Linked DNA regions of Mus musculus: all the other regions are linked to region 2. A link is a contact called in public HiChIP or PLAC-seq and promoter capture Hi-C data. All regions are on one chromosome and are shown on one strand. The core of a region is the stretch at or near the end of the contact, and the rest is flanking DNA. Distances in the headings are between cores, read along the strand shown. Region 1 holds the start of Unkl (unkempt family like zinc finger). Region 2 holds the start of Rab26 (RAB26, member RAS oncogene family). Region 3 holds the start of Prss41 (protease, serine 41).

Evidence for each region. Promoter capture Hi-C pulls out the DNA fragments that hold promoters and counts their contacts. HiChIP or PLAC-seq counts read pairs in DNA pulled down with a chosen protein or histone mark.
Region 1: a contact with region 2 is called in an H3K4me3 HiChIP or PLAC-seq map of embryonic stem cells, with 7 read pairs. The contact joins the promoter of Unkl here to the promoter of Rab26 in region 2. A contact is called at or near these places in 1 of 39 promoter capture datasets (pre-B cells), 1 of 484 Hi-C or Micro-C datasets (muscle stem cells) and 1 of 115 datasets of contacts at active chromatin or transcription factors (embryonic stem cells).
Region 3: a contact with region 2 is called in a promoter capture Hi-C map of neural stem cells. The contact joins the promoter of Prss41 here to the promoter of Rab26 in region 2. A contact is called at or near these places in 2 of 39 promoter capture datasets (cranial neural crest and neural stem cells).

Annotation. Positions count from the first base shown.
Region 1 is chr17:25,187,032-25,191,068 of GRCm38.p6, forward strand. Unkl (unkempt family like zinc finger) reads left to right here and starts at 1,369. Exons shown (of 15, transcript NM_001197024.1): 1 at 1,369-1,461; 2 at 2,435-2,644. The coding sequence starts at 1,385. BC003965 (cDNA sequence BC003965) reads left to right here. Exons shown (of 2, transcript NM_183150.2): 2 at 1-631. Gm52286 (a long non-coding RNA gene) reads right to left here and starts at 2,439. Exons shown (of 2, transcript XR_003952239.1): 1 at 2,085-2,439; 2 at 1,023-1,978.
Region 2 is chr17:24,531,323-24,535,611 of GRCm38.p6, forward strand. Rab26 (RAB26, member RAS oncogene family) reads right to left here and starts at 2,425. Exons shown (of 9, transcript NM_177375.1): 1 at 2,055-2,425; 2 at 890-1,000. The coding sequence starts at 2,261. Gm33508 (predicted gene, 33508) reads left to right here and starts at 2,573. Exons shown (of 3, transcript NR_169077.1): 1 at 2,573-2,663.
Region 3 is chr17:23,841,200-23,845,493 of GRCm38.p6, forward strand. It overlaps Prss41 (protease, serine 41), which reads right to left and starts at 2,957. Exons shown (of 7, transcript NM_027644.1): 1 at 2,878-2,957; 2 at 2,758-2,784; 3 at 2,640-2,672; 4 at 2,243-2,411; 5 at 1,046-1,326. The coding sequence starts at 2,938.

The DNA.
Region 1 (4,037 bases), core at 119-2,618, 650 kb after region 2:
TGTCCACAGTCAAGGTCGCTGAGTTCCACCATCACTGCTATTTGCTCTCTGTCACACCTTACAGAGCCAGCTTCTCTCTCTCTCTCTCTCTCTCTCTCCCTCTCTCTCTCTTTCTCTCCCTCTCTCTCTCTCAGATTCCTTAGGTTGTCTTGTGTGTTTCTCCAGGCTGGACTTGGGGGTTGACCTAGTTTTCATTCCCTATCCCTCAGCAGTCTGAGACACATTTATTCCTCTGTAGGTTCCCCTGTCTGCCCTTCCCTGCTTGCTCATTCTTCTATTTGATCTTTGAAAAAACAATGTTTCTGTTTGCTGGGACTGCCTACAGCTCACTATCCATCCACATGCTTGTGCAACCATTAAAATAAGTCCTTTAAACTAAGTTAACTTCAGGGTCTGTGGGCTAGGGGAAATGCTCAGGGATAAGTGCTTAGCCGGCATGGACCTGGGTCCGGGCACGCACATGGCTCCGGGTTCTACCTCTAGCACCCAAACCAAACCAACTCACTCTCCAAAGTTGTCAACAACTCAAAGAATTTGTCTACAAAAATGTCATATGAAGAAGTCAGTAATCCTACCAGCAAATGGTAATTTTACCTTACTAGTACTTTAAAATATAGCATACATACCTGGACCGTGTATGTCTCTCTGTTAATATTTTAGATCGTGTTTCTGGAAATGGGATAGGTTTTCTGTAATCCTCCTTTCTGAAAACATCCCTCTCTTTTCTGCCCATTCCTTTCAGAACACTTGTGGCTGTGCTACTCAGACTTTATCCCTCAGAGCACACCCGCAGTTAGCAGAGGAGCTGTGGTCACTTTACACACCAGTGAATGCTAGCCCTGGGTTCTCCCGAATTCATCCTAGCACTTGCGAGTCCTGCCCGCCACGTGCAGTTAGCATTCTGCGGACCCCAGATCAGTCTGATTACTGACCACCCTGTACATCCTTTACCCGATGGGCTCATCTGGCAGCATCTTACGCTGTGTTTTTAAAAAAGTGGCTCAACAGAATTCACACTCGGATTATCCTTAAATTCACAAATTTAATAAAGGGGCGACCATCGTCACAGTCTAATTATAGACTTTTTCCAGTTCAAAGAAACCTGTGCCCAACAGCAGCCCTGGACGCAGAGGCCATCATGGGGACTCTACACCAACGGGCGTGTCCCGCCTTGCGCCTGTAACTTGCTGCCGTGGTGGGCCGGCAGAACCTGTGTGTCACCCCCGCCGCACAGCGCGCGTGGGCGAGGGGTCGGTGGGGGCGTGGCCGGCGTGGCGTGCCCGGGGGTGTGGCCGGCGCGGCGGGGGGCGCAGGGGGCTCGGTGCGGGGGGGAGATCCGGGGGCGCCGGCGCGGCGCATGCGCGCTGCATTGTTTTGACTGAAAATGCCGTCGGTTTCGAAAGCGGCGGCGGCGGCGCTGAGCGGGTCCCCCCCGCAGACAGAGAAACCAACCCACTACAGGTCAGTGCCTGGGCTGCGGTCCGTGGCCTTCTGGGCGCTGCGGCGCAAAGCAGCGGCCCGCGTGCGCCACGGGCCCCGGTGTCGCCGCTGTGGGTGCGCCCCGCCCGCGCCCGCGCCCCCGCCGCCAGCTCTTGCGGGTCACGCCGTCCAGGCGCGGGCCGCCGCCTAAGGTGGAGTGGCAGCGCCCAGGGTTTTCGGTGACCCCTGGCTTGGGGGCTGGACTTGCTCCTGGTCTCCGGCGACCCCGCGCGCCAGACTGGAGTCTGGGGAACAGCGCCTGCGTTCGTAGCTCAGGGCCGCGCCTGGGCTGGAGGTGGGCGCACGGCCATCCGGACTCGAGCAGTCGCTGCCTGAGGTTGAGAGGCGGTTCCGGGGTCTGGGGTGACCTCTGGGCTGGGGGCGGAGCCGCACCTAGAGTCCGGTGGCCGCTTGGTTGTGAGCCCGGGGGTCGTTTCTGCGGCGCAGAAGAGGGGTTGCGCCTGGTGTGGGCGGGTGGCGCTTGCAGTCCATCTGGAACCTATGAAGGTAGTCGAGCGGGAGACCGGGACTGAGGATTGAGAGGTGGCTCCAGGGGTCAGGGACTAGAAGGGGGCAGAGAATGGAGTGTACTTCTGTAGAGTTACCTGGGATCAGAGTTGGTGATGGCCTGCTAAGAGGAGGTCTATGCCTCGTGTCCGGGAATCTTCTTATCTGGGGACTGGGAAGTGGTATTTGGGGTCAGGGAACGGAGAGTCTGCCTGACTGGAGTTACCTGGTCTCCGAGTTGGGAAGTGACACCCGGGGTGCTTTTAAAAAAGGAGGGTACCGGGCCATGGCAGTCAGGATCGCTCAGTGTGTGTGTGTGTGTGTGTGTGTGTGTGTGTGTGTATTGCCGGGGGTGGGGGATGCTTCTCGTCTGGGACCCTGCCCCGCCGCATCCCAGGGGCCTCCAGCCGGCGGTGGCTGCGGCCCGCAACGCTGTTTGTCTTTTTAGGTATCTAAAGGAGTTTAGGACAGAGCAGTGCTCCCTGTTTTTGCAGCATAAGTGCAGCCAGCACAGGCCGTTCACCTGTTTCCATTGGCATTTCCTAAATCAGCGTCGTCGCAGACCGCTCCGACGACGCGATGGCACCTTCAACTACAGCCCGGACATATACTGCTCCAAGTACGATGAGGCCACCGGCCTGTGTCCCGATGGTGATGAGTAAGTGGGGTTCCGGTGGGTGGCTCATGGTCTTTCCTCAGGATTGGTGTTGACTCTCTGATCAACAGGTTTTTGAGGTTTCTGGTTTTTTGTTTTTTTGAGACAGGGTGTCTTTATGAAGGCCTGGCTGTCCTGAAACACTGTATGTAGACCAGACTGGCCTCAAACTCATAGTGATACCTGTCTTGGCCCCTTAAAGTGCTGGCATTAAAGGTGTATGCCACTACACTGGTCTCCTTGCTTCTTTTTAACACCCACTACCTGTAGAGGGAACCTCATTTTTATTCAAGACTTCTCGGGGTCAGTAGAGTAGTGTGCTTGAGGGGTTCCCTGTTTGTAGGCTAGTTTCCTAAAAGATGATGTATGTGTGTTGTAGGTGAAAATCTTTGGTAATTCAAACTGATTTTGATTCACTTACCACCCCACCCCATCCAATGCTCTACTTTAAAACTGGCCCATGTTTTGCCAGCCATCTGATTTAAAACGGTTTTGTGTGGTCAGTTGTAAGTGTGTCATGTGTAACATGTAAGTGTGGAATATTTTCTTGCTTATGTATGTATTTTAAAGAAGAGTAGCAGAACTGTTATTCTGATAAGGATTTGTGAATTGATTTGTGGACAGGAGCCCGTGATCTGCTTATGTAGGCTAGGACTCTTTAACACTGTGATGCGTTCTGCTCATTTGTAGTTGTTTTTTTGTTTTGTTTTGTTTTTTTTAATGGTAGGAAAGTTGTTTTATTTGCACGTTGTCAGTTATGTAACACTTTTGGATTTTAATAAGTCAAGGTTTTGTTTGGGTTAGTTTATATTTTACAAGTTTCCTAATGGTGTTATGAACAGATGTCTTTCTTTGTGTGCATGTGTGTGCTTGTGTGTGCAGGTGCAGAGTGTGGCGGCTCACGCGCCAGTGCGTACACACACGATTGGAGTTCTCAGGTTAACCTTACATGCTGTTCTCACCTTATTTTAAAACAGGGTCTCTCACTGGCCTGGAGCTGGTTAAATCGGCCAGACTGGTTGGCCTGCCTGCAGGTGCCAGGGGCCAGCTGTCTCTGTCTCCCTAGCATTGGGATTACAAGTGTGTGCCACTGTGATCAGTGGTTTTGTCGTTGTTGTTTTGTCTTGTTTTGTCTTTAATCAGAGTTCTGGGGATCAGACTCAGGTCTTTTTGCTCTCGAGGCAGGTATTTTACTGATGGGCTCTTTGTCCAGCTCCAGACATCTTGGTTTTGAAATAATGAAGACAGAGAAAGTCCAAGTGAGACTTTGTGTTCAAAGGGAGGTGGAAAATAATATCAGGAGGTGCTAAGTTCTTCCTTTGGGCAGTTTGGGGGTGTGGGGTTAGCTTCCTGTCCTGAGGTGAAGTATTGGTCTGTCTGTTTTTGGTTTTGGTTT
Region 2 (4,289 bases), core at 1,175-3,674:
CACCTGTCATCCCAAAGAAGGGCTGACTAGAGGGTGGAGCTACAGGAGGCCAAGCCTGGCTCTCCCTTTCTCCAGAGCTTCCAGATCTTGAGGGACCCAGGCTCAGCCTGGCATCTGCCTGGCACAGGAGGGTGCTTCGCCTTTCCTGCACCCTGAACAGGGGTGCAAACCAAGCAGCCCTACAAACCAAGAGGAGGAGGGGGAGGCCATGACAGGCAAGGAGACCCGTTTTCATGCCTCTCCTCCTCCCTCTGGTACTTCAGCCTTTACTTCACCCTAGACTCTTATAACCTAGAGGGCTTAAGGAGACCTACAGTCTTCCAGGCCTGTATAGGATAAAGAACAGGTCCCACTGGAGGGAGCCCCTTTTCCTGTCTCCAGAAATGGGCCTTCCTCCCAACCCCCTGCTAACTGGGTCAAATTAAAGGGTGAGAAAAAATGCAAATTCAGGATTTGCCAAGAACACACCAACACCTCAGCACATGAGATTCAGACTGGGTGGGGGTGGGGATGGGCTTTAACACTAGCACTCGAGACCCTGCCTGGGATCCTAAGGAGGTCTCCATATGCAAATGCAGGGATCTCCTGAGTGAACAGGCCTTAGGTTTTCTCTCGCTGTCACTATCCTGGAGCACAGCATCAACCCCTGGGATGAGAAAACGGCTTCCGCTGAATGCAGGCACTACCCTGGGTATTAGGAGGCTTCCCAGGACCCCCGGACTCTCAGGGGTGGGTGGCAGATGCTTTGGTAGCTAAGCTCCACCCCCTGGGCCTATGGACATGTCAGGAGATTGAGAATCCACAGCCAAGGGTACTAGGAGGACTATGTATAGGAACCATAGCACAGTGGGACCCAGTCAGAGCTCGGGACACCGGCCTCTACTCTCACCCGGAAGTCGATGCCCACAGTGGAGATGAAGGTACCAGCCAGGAAAGCCCCATCCTTGAAGCGCACAAGCAGGCAGGTCTTCCCCACACCGGAATCCCCCACCAGCATGACCTAGAACAGGCAGGAGGATCAGAGGATTCAGGCTTGGAGCCGAGGGCCTTGCCCACCTAGAGATGCTTCTGATCTGCCTTGAGCTGTGGGGGAGGCAGGAGAGGAAATGAGTATCCCAGGCCTGTAGGTTCAGCAGTGTGGACCCCAATAGCATGGATGCCCAGCTTCTCTCTCCCCCTCCCCACCCTCACCCCCGTTCACCCCCTATCACCTCTCCCTCCAACAATGCTGCCTCAGTCACAGAGAGTGAGGACAGCTGTCCCCATCCAGGACCTTACCTACCCCTCCTCCATGGACAACATGCTTGATCTGGGAGGGCAGCATTTGGGGCCTATGGGGAGCAGAGCCATGGGAGTGCAGCTGGAAGCTCCTAAGAGACCTTTGGGGACTCAGTATTGGGGGCCTCTTCGAATTCCAGCAAAGACACAAATCTCAGCAGCAAGGTTCGGAAGAGGTGTGACAGCTTTTGAAGTGAAGAGGGGGTAGGGATATCTGTGGGCCTGAGGGCCAGACCAGTGAAGTCTTTCCCACCCACATGATCCCTCAGGCCAATGTTTCAGGACCCAGTGATGGCCCTGCCTTCGGAGGTCAATTCACCTAGGCTTCAATTTTGTTCTGGTCTAGGGTGGCCTTGTTCTCTTCTCTCCCAGAAAAAGGACACTTACAGCCCCTTGGGGGGGTGAGGGAAGGCAGCATATGGATGGGAAATGATGAGACAGGAGCACCGGTAGGGGCCATAGATCCCAGAGGGACAGCTTCAAAACTCTGATCTTGCTTGGCCTTGCAGTAGATGGAGTGGGGGTAGGGCCCTGCCAGCTGTTGAATACCCCAGACCCTAGTCTAATAGTTGTGTTTGTGTGTGTGAGAGAGTGTACGCGCGCGCTCGTGCACGCACGTAGGGTCGCGTGACAATGTAAGGTACTGCCGTGCCATCTGCAAGGTGCTGTGCCAATTCAGCGCCGAGGGTCTGCAAGGCCCTGCACTCTTCCCCAGCGGCAGTCTAGGATCCAACGCCACCTGCTGCATTCCCATGGCGGGGAGGTGCCTGGCTCACCTTGAAAGCAACATCGTAGAAGTCTCCAGTGCTACCAAGTGAGGGCCGGATGGACTGCGGGGGCCCATTGGGCGGTGCCTCTGGGCCAGGGCGCACAGTCCTCGGATGTGCCAGACGTGGCCCATTGGTGGCGGCGGCGGCGGCGGGCAGCGTAGAGGTAGCCGGCTCACTCCCCCCCTTGCTCTTGGGGGTCTTCTTCCTGGACATGGTTCTCAGTGTGCTCCTGCTGCTACCGCTGTGTCCCGGGTTGTCCCACGCCCCGTGCCCGCCAAGACCGACTCGGACCCGAACCCGTCCCGCAGCGGCAGCGGCGGCGGCAGTAGCAGCAGCATCTCCAGCACTCAGTGCCTGCCCCGCCCCCGCGTCCCCACAGGCGGCGCAGCCATTCAGGCCCAGCCTCCCGCCACCACTGCCAATGGTCGCTCTGAGGCGGAGCCATGCAAATAAGTCTGTCGCTCCAGGGGCGGGGTCAAGAGGTCCCAAGAAGGCCTTAGGTGTGCATCCCAGGAGCATGCTCCAAGTGCACTGTGCTCAAAGGGCTCCAGTTGTCCAGTGAAGGAAGCACCAGGATCCTGTGTCCTCTCTTTGCCCCAGTCTTCAATGTCCCAGGTCAGTAACCTAGCTCAATAGACTAGTCCATGGACCTGGGACTACGATGTGTTCTGAGATGAGGATGCTGGGGCAGATGGCTTGCATGAATAGGCAGCCTGAGATTCAGGGTTTTTGTTTTTGTTTTTCTATCAGAGATACCAGCCATCTGACTACTTGTCCTCAATGCTATTCCCTCCAGGATAGGCAAATTTAAGAAGCTCCAACACTCATGCTTCACAAACAATCCCTGCTGCACCGAGCACTCTGGGCTCAGCTGATCAGAGGCATAACGGGCACGCTGTTCTTCCTCACGTATTTTTTTTTTTTAAGATTTATTTATTTGTTATGTGTACGTACACTGCAGCTGTCTTCAGATACTCCAGAAGAGATCGTCAGATTTTGTTAGGGATGGTTGTGAGCTACCATGTGGTTGCTGGGATTTGAACTCAGGACCTTCATAAGAGCAGTCGGTGCTCTTAACCACTGAGCCATCTCTCCAGCCCCATCTTCCTCACATATTTTGCCACCTGGGTTGAAGTACGGATATCTAAAGTGAGAAAGAAGTAGTTATCACAGCCAGCCAGCATCAGGCCTTCAGAGATAACCAAGGCATAGGTTAGGGTTAGGATTAGGGTTAGAGGTCTGCCCTGACAGCCTAGAAGATTGGAGGTCCCTTCCTAGAATTGACTGGCCCATGGTCTTTCCATCCTAGGTTCTCATCCAAGAGAGGTCTGTGTTGATTTTCTAAACCCCAAACTGGTTCAGGACCTGGTATACCCTTCTCCTGATTCTGACCCTGCTGCTTTACCTATGCTGACTGGAGGATTTCTGTCCAAAGCCCCTCACCTAAGACACTCCAGTCAGGAGAAAGAAAGTCAGAGTTAAGGACAGTGGATGCTGGAGGGTGGTGCCTTTGAGACCCAGTATTTCTTGGTGTTCCTCTGGAATGGCCTAGCTGTTCTCCAAGATGTGATCATTGTCACCAAAACTCTGCGTTTCTTGACGGCCTTCTAAACTTTCTCAGTTGGCAGAGAGCAGAGCATGAAGAACTCCCTACCTCTGTGGCTCAAAGCCTCCTCCTATCTCTTTCAGGCCAATTTCCAGATCTGTATACATCCTGACCCAGAGTGGGGGTACTGGGCTCTCACTTTTGCATTCCCTGAGGACTTCAGTATCCCGTCCTCACAAGGCCAACCTCAGCATGATTGGCCCAGGATCTCAGCTGAGAACCTCAACAGCCTGTGCCTATCGCCCTAGGAAGTAGACCATGTAACCTCCTTCCAGCTACTGCCTAGAATCCGTCCAGTACAGGGCATACACATAGAGTTCAAGTTTGGACGTTCTAGGCAGGAGCTGCAAGGAGGAGATTCAGGTTGAGGGCAGTGAAAACAGTGCAGGCATCTAGAAGGAGAGAGAGGGAACAGGCAAGCCAGAGAAAGTGGGAGGAGAGCAGAGGAGGGGCGCCTCTGACAGCAGAGGAGACAGACTTGCTTTTAAAAGGAGGAACATTTACATAAAATCCAGGTCTCTGCTTTCTCCCGAGAAGCCTCAGGCCCCACACTTCTGCTCCTCTTTGATCACTATATCTCAAGGCTCCTCTGCTCCCATCCGTTTCTCACTCTGGAATGGGAGCTTTTCTGGGAG
Region 3 (4,294 bases), core at 1,707-4,206, 690 kb before region 2:
CTCATGAGGAGTAAAGGCCGGGTGGGAATGAAGGTCCCTAGTTGAACAGTATTGTCAACACACTAAATGGGGTTGGAGCACACTCTTTGTATGGTTCCTTAATGGTATGTGAAGTACAACTTAGAGAGAAGCAGTTCCCACTACTGCCACAAGGGGCAACATTGAGGACAGTACATTACATTTAAGAATCCCGACCATTTTTCTCTGACTACTTGTGTAGCATTTCCAGAGGCAGCTAAGAGCCTGAAAGCAGGTCTGGGCTGCCAAGGGCTACAGGTCCTAGGGACATGAGGAGATTGAGAGAAATGGCGGAGGGGTATGAAGTTTTCTTGTTTTGTTTTGTGTTTGTTTGTTTTAGACAGCCCAGGCTGGTCTCAAACTTGCTATGGAGTCCAGGATATTGAGCATAGGATTAGACATGAACTCCTGACCTTCCTGGCTTCCCTTCCCAAGGGCTGGTCTTATACCACAATGCCCACTGAGGTTTTTGCTTTTTGTTTTCCAAGACAGGGTTTTTATTTATGTAATCCTGGAACTTGCTCTGTAGACCAGGCTGGCAGGTTTTCTTTTTGAAATGATGAAAATGTTGCACTTAGACAGAGGTGACAGCCTATGACCTCACCACTCTGAACACGCCTGATCTTGAAGGCTAAAGTGTCACCTAGTGAGGACTTAGAGGCATGATAATGGTGACAGTTTCACTGGTGTTAAAATGTGTGATTTCAACACTGCTCATGTTCATACTTTAGGGCTTGTAAATTAAATCAGTGTCAAAGAGACTGTCCTCAGAAGGTCTTAAGCACCCATTCTGGCTGAGGAATGCAAGCCTGGCTGAGTCCCTTCCTGCATCTCTGGCCATTGGCCTACCCCTGCTCCAGAACAGAAGGCAGCTCCATGCAGGTGGGAAGCAATGGGGGTGGGGGCTGAGCAGGAAGGCAGGAGGCTCTTGGAGCTCCAGAGCCAGAGAAGGGTTTCAGGGCCTGCTGTGGCTGAAACAGGGGACAGATAGCACACCCACATGCCCACCCTGCGTTGCTAATCTCACTCAAATCCTCCTGAAGGACTCCCCAGCCGGTCACCCAGCACCTGGGCTGGTGCTGGGACGTAAAGGTGGAAGGCTGCACACAGACAGGCTGGATGTCCTTGTTGTAGGTGACCGAGGAGGCCAGCCTCAGCAGGGCCAGGTCATGGGACTTCAGCTTGTCTTCGGAGTTTACGATGATGTCCTTTACCCTGTACCGTCCAGAATAGGCCTTCCTGTTCCAGTAAGACGGCTTGGATGTAAGCTGCCCAAGCTGGACGGTCCACTTTTCTGGATCAAGGTACCTAGCAGGGAAGATGAAAGTGATCAGGACCCTCAGGAGGACGCTGGCCACCTGAGCCACCGGATCTCTGTGTGAGGTGACACCGTAGCTCTGGTACTATTTACTTGCTGAGACCCCCTTGTAGAAACAAAGCCTAGACATAACCAGATTCCCTTCTCCTGGGACTCTGAGGAGAGAAACAGGAAGACCACAGTCCCCAATGGTCTGGTCACTATTTTTTTTTTTTTCCGAGACAGGCTTTCTCTGTGTAGCCCTGGCTGTCCTGGAACTCACTCTGTAGACCAGGCTGACCTCAAACTCAGAAATTCGCCTGCCTCTGCCTCCCAAGAGCTGGGATTAAAGGCGTGCGCCACCACTGCCTGGTTGGTCTGGTCACTTCTTAAGGGCCTCTCTGAATAGAATTCATATCTGGTATGGGGTTGGGGATGTAACTCAATAGACAGTTTGCTTATCATGAGTGAATCCCTGGGTTTGACCCCCCTCCCCCCCCGAATTGTATAGACTCAGGCATGGAGGTGCACGTTTGTAATCCTAGCATGCCAAGAGGTAGAGGCCAGAGGATCAGAAGTTCAAAGTCATCTTCTGTTAAGTAAAAAGTTCAAGGCACCTCAAAACCAACCAACCAATCAACCAACCAACCAACCAACCAACCAACCAACCAACCAACCAACCAACCTTGGGAACCTCCAAGGGAAGGTGGAATGAGACCTGCGCCTTCCTAATTCGATATGGTAGGGGGCAGTGAGCATAGATGAATAGACCCGAAACAGCATGGGAATGTTTGAATAAAACATCCTGGAAGAATTAGAGTGGCGCCCCCTGCAGGGCCAATGGTAAGGTTTTTGGATTGTAAGCAGCGCTTGGAGCTCAGGATATCAGGAGGCTGTCCCACCCCGCTCCTACCATCCCACACTCACTTTCTAAAGCAGTGTGCAGCAGTGAGCACCCAGCGGCGGCTGAGAAGGCTCCCTCCGCAGCGGTGGGACTTCTTCAAGCGCAGGCTGGCCTGCCACGGCCAGCGCCCTTGCATGGATTCTATCCCGCCCACTATCCGGGACCGAGTGTCATTCCGGCGGCCACAGGGCACTGGGACAGACAAATAAGACACATGGCTGAGCAGCCTAGGAAGGCCCATAGCATCCCTAGGGTACACGTGTATGGGAGGAACTGGGGAGAACCACGCAACCGTACACCCCCCCCCCTTCCTCCAGTATCCTGGGGTTTTGTTGAAGAGGCAGGAGATCAGGAGATGGCGCAGAAACCCTTCACACGTGGTTCACAGACACCCAGCCCTCCACAGAGCCCATCAGTCACTTGAGAGAAGCTTGATGTCTGTGCTCTTGAGATCTGTGGGGGAGGAGTGGAAAAGATGAGGCGACTTCTTTATGCCTGGCCTCGGTAGGTGTTTCTCACAGGGACCACGGTTCCTCACCTGCCGCCTGGCTTTCTTCACGTGACCCTGGGTGGAGATAAGGTGAGCCTCGCGCGGACCTCCGAGTTTCCCATACTCCCCCATGACCCCCAGTCTGGTGAATGAATCTCCTTAGCTCACCAGGCTTCCCCAGCATCACGCACAGCAGCAGCAGCAGCAGCACTGGGCCCTGTATACCCATGGCGGCCTCTCTGAAGTCGGGTGCCCAGCTTTAACGTCCTGCCGCTACAGGCTTAGTGGCGCCCTCTAGGGGACAGGTCAGGGAGTAGGAGCTTTGCTCGGCCACCGTTTCCCGGCTTGACTCCAGAGCGGTCAATTGATGAACCACAGTCATCTTTTTCTTGTCAGAGCCCAGGATTTGGATGTCTTCTCTCTTGTGTACTGACAGCTTTCTGTAGGACCAAGGCCCTGGCCCTCAGCCCGCACTCCTAGGAAAAGCTCATGAGCAGGCCTTAGGGTATGCTGCCTTGTGTTATGTGTGATAGCCTTTTGCTGGATGCACTGAACAAAGGCTGGCCCTATTTGAGGACAGACAGAGCTTAGAGCCCTATAATCTACCTGCTACCATTGCAATGAGCCCTACACACTGTATGGGGATCACCAGACACTCTTACCCTTTGTACAGGAACATGTCAGGGCCTATATAACCATACTGGCTCATCAGTTATTAGCTTTGAATTCACAGCCAGTTGGGTATCCATACCAAAACCCTCTGCCTCCACGACTGATTAGAAGTTCTTATGGAACTCAGAGAATGTAATATGTTCATGGTCAAAGTTTATACAGTAAAGGACACCTATCAAAATCAGACACATGCTTCTAGATTACCTCACCAGCCCAGACTAATGGACAACACTTAGTTCTCTCAGTAAGGACCTTTGTCTCACAGGAAGTTAGCCCAGCACTGAGCAACAACCTGGCCACGAGCACCAGAAGGACCTATTGAGAAGGCTCAGTGGTAAGATGCTTGCTTAACTGCACCAGGGTCCTGGTTTTGGCCTCTATCAATCATTGTATAACTGTGATAGCTAATTTCAGCCCTTAGCTTGGCAGAATCTGGGAAGTCTCGTGGGAAGGCAGTCTCAGTGAGGGACATTCTCTCTATCAGCTTGGCCTGCATGCAGGCCTGTGAGGATGTTCTTAGTTGGACTAACTGAACTGAGAAGACATATTGTCATAGTTTGCTCTGTTGCTGTGATAAATCATGACCAAAAGTAACCTGGTGGATCTTTATGAGTTCATGGCCAGCCTGGTCTACATAATAAGTTCTGGGGCTGTGTAGAGACCTGGCTGGCCTTAAATTCATAAAGATCCACTTACCTCTGGGCTTAAAAGTGTGTACCACCACATGCCAGGCGTGGTGGCACACACCTTTAATCCCAGCACTTGGGAGGCAGAGGCAGGTGGATTTCTGAGTTCAAGGCCAGCCTGGTCTACAAAGTGAGTTCCAGGACAGCCAGGTCTACAGAGAAACCTGTCTCGAAAAACAAAACAAACAAACAAAAAAAGTGTGTACCACCATGCATGGTCTTAATTA